Regions from separate parts of the Mus musculus genome. Here region 2 is linked to region 1. The links are chromatin contacts, called in public HiChIP or PLAC-seq maps. All regions are on one chromosome and are shown on one strand. Each heading gives the region's core, a stretch centred on a gene start, on an enhancer-like site or on the middle of the called end of the contact. The rest is flanking DNA. Distances are from core to core; before and after follow the strand shown. Region 1 holds the start of Pank3 (pantothenate kinase 3). Region 2 overlaps Gm42072 (a long non-coding RNA gene).

Region 1 (2,689 bases), core at 140-2,639:
GAACTCTCACGTTTTAAGTAAATGTTTCTGGACTGCGTTGGAAGCTGAGTCTGTGAGGTTTATGGGAACAGGCAGGGAAGATGTTCATGCCCCCTTTACAGCTGACCTCTAGGCGCAGTTGTAGATGGCATAAAACACTAAAATCTGTAAAACCTCTATGACAGGAACACAGATCCCCACATGCCCAGTTAGTAGAGAATGAAAGAACAACATTCACAAAGACTGAGCCAATAAACAAGCCAACCGCAGGAATAAGAGGCATTTAAAAGACAGCTTGTGAACCTTGATGTGTCTCTCATAACAGGGTTAGAACCTTTGCATGTATATGCATGTACAACTACAGAAAAAAGCTCGAGGTATTTATCACCATATTAATGTGTTCGAAATAGCTGAAATACGATGTTTAACCTTGGTGTTTATCTGCTCCCTAAAACACAAAACCAGCTGATTTTCTAAACTGCCCAAGCCATTAATTTATCTACAGGCAGAGTACATGCACAAGCGTTGAACAGCTCCAAATGCAAGGCTGACAACTCCCAGGAACCCACCTGGACTTCAAGGACACGCGCAGGAAACCCAGAAACTGGGGAAAATGGGAGGGAGGTGGTGTACCAACCCCTATCTGACAGCCATGACTACCTCTTTTCAAGAGGGGCCTGGTAGCTGTGCTCCCATTTTGGTAAAACCCGAGTCAAGATTCTCCCGTGCACCTCCCAGATCTGCAGGAGCAAGAGAGCAGCGGGCAGGGGGACCGCAGGAGCCTGGCCCTCATGCATGGGGGTGGGGAAGCCCGCCGCCTGCAACCTGGGGCTGCAGCGATCCCTCCCTTCCCTCCCTGGCTGGCGTCCGAGAACAGTCGCGAGCTTAAAGCGGGCCGCTCCGCCAGAGGCTCCAAGGCCCGTCTTCCCAACCCACGGGTCCCCGGTCCCATCTTACAGGGTTTTTTGGCATCCTTGATCTTCATGGCGTCGGCCTAAGGCGCGAGGGGTAGCCTCGGGTGCAGAGCTCAGCGAGGAGAGGTGAATACTCCGGAGCTGGCTGGGCCGCGCGGCGAGGCCCGGCCGGTTCCTCCCCTCAGGCCGGGTGGGGCGGGCCTAGGGCGGGGCGGCGGCGCCTGAGGCCACAGGCGGCCCACGGGGCGGCCCAGCAACCCCGCAAGGGGCGGCCGGGACCGAGCGAGCCGGGGAAGGCCGCGGGCCTCGCCGCTCCGTGGCCCCCCGCAGCCGCTCCGAACAAAAGGCCCCGGTCCCCCGAGCCGCCGCCGCCGCCGCCGCCGCACTGAGAAATAGCCCGCCCAGGCCCAGCGCCCACGTGACTCAGGCCTCCTCGCCTCGCTCTCCGCGGGGCTGCTAGGAGTTGTAGTTCTCCGTAGAGTGAGGCTCCACTCTCCTGCGGCAGATGCTCAGGCGGACTACAAAGCCCAGGATGCCTCTCGACCCCTATTTCTAGCCCCCCTCCGCTTCCGGAGATCGCCTCAGAGTGGTCCCAGCGGGGAAGAGGCGGAGCCTTAGTCACGCCAGCAAGGAGGCCGCCAATGGTAGCAAGCCGTGGGCGGTCCTGGCAATTCCCGGGCTCTGGTCTCGTAGCGGCTGAAAGAAGAGAGGGGTTGTGAACTCTGAGGGCGCTGTGGCTGTCACGCAGTCGCAGATTTTCCTCTTGATGGTTTTTCCCTGTGATGGCTGTGTCAAAATTCAGGGGTCCAGACCACTGAATACGTTTGATGAGATAAGTCATCCGCTAAAGGAACACCTTGAATATTGGGGTTGGAAGGTCACTAAAGATGGTAACATTTGCTACATAATTATTATTTAATGTAATGTAGTCTAGCAGCCTTTTGAGTCACATGCGAGTTTTATTTACTGTGAAGATACGGCAGGAACGAGGCAGTCGAAACACTTGAAAGTTGTAGTATGGTCGTGGTGCAACGCCTTTAATCCCTGAACTCTGTGGAGGCAGAGGCAGGCAGATCTCTGGAAATTCGAGGCCAGCCTGGTCTACAGAGCGAGTTCCAGGACACCCAGAGCTACAGAGAAACCCTGTCTCATAAAACAAAACGTTTGAAAGCACATGCCTTTCAGGTTCCTCACAGGATCTCTCTAGTCTAGCTCCTCATTATAAAGAGGAAAGTGACTTTCAGAGAAAAGAATTAGATGCACCAGTTCTCAGAATAAACCCAGGATACCCTTTTCTCTACGCCTCTTGTGATTTGAGATCATCCATCGGAAAAGGAAGAGATGGTATCAAGGACATGGCCTCTCCTCCACTTTTATGTCTTAGATGGCAAAGAATTCAGTCATTGACAATATGTGGCTTGGTAGGAACCTCCATGTGCTTGCCCCTGGGGAGTTGGCCCTGGAAGATAGCATTCCAAGAAACAATCTAACTGGCGAGCTCTGCTGTCCTGCCTTTGCTGATTGCTATAGTTTGGATTTAGTTGCTCTAAGCCAAAATTCACACTGAGGCTTCATTTCTCAATGAAGTAGTGTGAGAAGGTGGGGCCTTCAGGAAGTGACTGGGTAATGGGGACACCAGTCTTGCGGTTGATCAATGACTTTCTCTAGAGACTGTATTACATCTCATGGGACTAGGTTAGAGCTTATGGGAATGAGTTGGGTCTGGCAGGTCTGGTTTAATTACTGTGTACTGGTGGATATAATGGAAAGTTAGCTTTGGTGTTCTGGCGACTTTC
Region 2 (2,689 bases), core at 105-2,604, 230 kb before region 1:
GGGTTTTTTTTTTATCATATTTGTTCCAAGCACAGGTTTGGGTTTTTTTGTTTTTGTTTGGTTTGGTTTGGTTTGGTTTGGTTTTTTTGAAGAGTGGGGAGGGGAGCTCTCATGCAGCAGCTAGGCAGGATTAGGGGATTGGGACTTCACCCCCCCCCACACACACACACACACACACACCCCCCGCACATTGTGTGTCACCTTGTCAAGAGCCCCTCCCCTCCCACCCTCCCAGGTCCAGGCAGCTGCAGCAAGTGCTTTCAGCATCTGACCCGTGTTCACGGCCTTAAGGGATTGTCAGAAAGAGTGACATTTAGAAGGTCGAGGGTCTCAGCAACTTGAAGTCTGCCTGTCCGACTAGGCGGAATCAGCTCGAGCATTTATCCATTTATCGACATCCCGAGTCACCAGGCACGGCTCGTCCCCGGCACTGTCAGAAGTGGACGATGCAAAGATGAATAAAACTTGCCCAGAAAGCGCTCCGTCAGGGGTGAGACGAACTCCCAAGACAGTCGTGGGATACAGTGGGGTCAGAGCTGGTGGGAAAGTTGACAGACTAGAGCAAGAAGCCCTGAGAAGACCCTGTTGTCTCCATGGACATCTAATCTAGACACCAGCCGACAAGGCCAGGAAATGAGATGATGCTAAAATGAGTCAGAGTCCTCACAAATGGAGAGAGTACAAGTAGATCGCCTGAAGGTAGGAAGGCTACAGAGGGGCTAGCTGTGACATCACATGAGGGAGATGTAGCGCAGGAATAGAAGTTTGCCCGGCAAGCACAAAGGCCCTGGGTTTCACCTCAGCACCAGGGAACGAGATGCAGGAATCATCTGGGAGCCTTTGACAGAAGCCCCTAGGCCCATTTAGTCAGGATTTCTCTAAATTAGAAGCCAGGTGTAGAGCCCCTGGGCATCTTCACTTGCCAGCAGCATGAGGGACAGAATTAAAAACCGGAGGGGCGGGACGCAGATAAATTCCTCCTCACTCCGCGGGCGGAAGGAACAGGCGTGAGACTCGGGCTAGGAGCTGAGCTAGGAGTTGGTGACAGTGTCCAAAGAGTTGAACTAAAAAGCAGGAAATCTGCTAAGACCTTGCTCTGGGTCCTTCACCTTCTCCAGCCCCTAGAGGAAAGGACACTCACTATTCAGGAGGCGGACGAGGTGGGGGACTATTAATAAGGACTGTTCTGCTCCGTCCTGCGCACACCCAGGCCCCACATTGAATGCTGAGACAGCTAGGCAGCCTTGTTCTGTTCCCGCAGCCCTCGCCACTTCAAATGCTGTCTACATCTATTCTCCAACGCCGCGCTTTCCCAAGCCGTGAGCTCCTCCCTTTGGCCACCAGATGGCAGACTTTCCCGCTAAATCTTGCTAGGCTCTCTGTTTGCCGAGAGAGGCTTTCCAACTCAGGGGTGAGCTACAAGACTCTGGATAGGGAGAAGCCCGGTTGCATAGCAGCCAGGAAACAGACCGACCGATTCTCCTTGCCGCTTCTCAAGCACCAGCCGGGTACATTCCCAAACGTCCTTCGCATCCCTAGTCGTGACCTCACTTTTTCTCGTTCCTAAAATAAATATAAAAGCATTGCGGTAGTCTCGGCACTTAGAGGTGAAGGAGCAACAGACAGGGAATTCAAAGCCAACCTGGGCTATGTGTGAGAAAGTATGAAGAGGAAGCTTCGGTTGAAATTCCAGTTGCACCCCCCTCTCCAGCTAAGTCTGAGCACTTTCCCCAACTTCTTCTCTAAGAAGTGGAGATAAGAACACCTCACCCTAGCACCCTGCGGTTTAAAAAAAAAAAAAAAAAAAAAAACTTGTACAAGGAAGCCGCTGGCTAGTGCTTTGTAGCAAGCTATTTTCAGCCTTCTTAAAAAGATCGCTGGCTCTCCACCCACCTTAGATTTAGTGAGGCGTTACCTCCAACCTCTCTCCCCTTCCCTCCTCTGCCTCTTCTCCCTCTGAGCCCAATCCCAGGGGGATGTAAAAATGACCTCATGCATTCACAGACCCTGTCATTCAAATTAGCTGACCTCATTTGAACCTCCCACACACTGGGGGGCAGATGAGGAAACTGGCCTAGAGAGGCCACTAACAGAGTAAACCCCACAGGCAGAGCCCACCCCTCCATAGCCGGATCTGTCTCCTGCTATTGGTAACTATCTCTGACCTGCAGGGTTGGCCACTCCCTCCAGAAGCCCTTATCTCGGCCTTATCTCCCACAAAAGCTGTTTTTATCCTGAGGTGAGAGCCCTTGGCCTGATGAAATCTGTTGTGTTTACAAATGACAGGAATTAGACAAATTCCTGTTGTAAAAAAAATTTTAAGAGAGGATGAAGGCTAGAAACAGACCCCAAAGGGTATCACGGTATTAACCAAGAGATTTGTGCTCATCAGTGACGGAACCTGAATTTAAAGGAACACTAGGAAGGCACGAGCATGGCTGATTTCAGGCATGGGAGGTTCTAGGGCTGAAAGGAAGTCCACAAGGTGCCATCTTGACTCCAACACTCATGTGGCCTTTTTCTCCCAGAGAGGTTTCCTCCACGTATTGCTTCATCCCAAGTCTGCATCCTTACCAGCAACCATGGCAACAGCAGAGAGACCCTGCTCCTCCCTCTGTTGCTAGGAAGACCTTTAATTGTCTGGTTGCAATTGGTGAGAAATGGGAGGACTCCCAGGAGGATCACTGCC

What was found. HiChIP or PLAC-seq counts read pairs in DNA pulled down with a chosen protein or histone mark.
Region 2: an H3K4me3 HiChIP or PLAC-seq map of forebrain shows a contact between it and region 1, with 5 times the contacts expected there. The contact joins the enhancer-like site here to the promoter of Pank3 in region 1. A contact is called at or near these places in 10 of 39 promoter capture datasets (the 3T3-L1 cell line, the C10 cell line, cranial neural crest and 5 more), 2 of 15 datasets of contacts at CTCF or cohesin (embryonic stem cells and large pre-B cells), 8 of 484 Hi-C or Micro-C datasets (the AML12 cell line, LSK cells, the N1E-115 cell line and 4 more), 19 of 115 datasets of contacts at active chromatin or transcription factors (the 230-238 cell line, astrocytes, embryonic forebrain and 10 more) and 1 of 9 other capture datasets (embryonic stem cells).

The regions. Positions count from the first base shown.
Region 1 is chr11:35,768,195-35,770,883 of GRCm38.p6, reverse strand. Pank3 (pantothenate kinase 3) reads right to left here and starts at 1,389. Exons shown (of 7, transcript NM_145962.2): 1 at 937-1,389. The coding sequence starts at 964.
Region 2 is chr11:36,000,151-36,002,839 of GRCm38.p6, reverse strand. All of the region lies in intron 1 of Gm42072 (a long non-coding RNA gene), which reads right to left. Among named protein-coding and RNA genes, the nearest start is that of Gm42072, 3.6 kb to the right of the region's middle. Within about 2 kb of position 1,354, at least 51 of the 459 cell types and tissues checked have an H3K27ac peak or open chromatin away from gene starts, as enhancers often do. A contact at or near this core is called in astrocytes, forebrain, pancreatic cancer cells and 1 more, where this site is marked.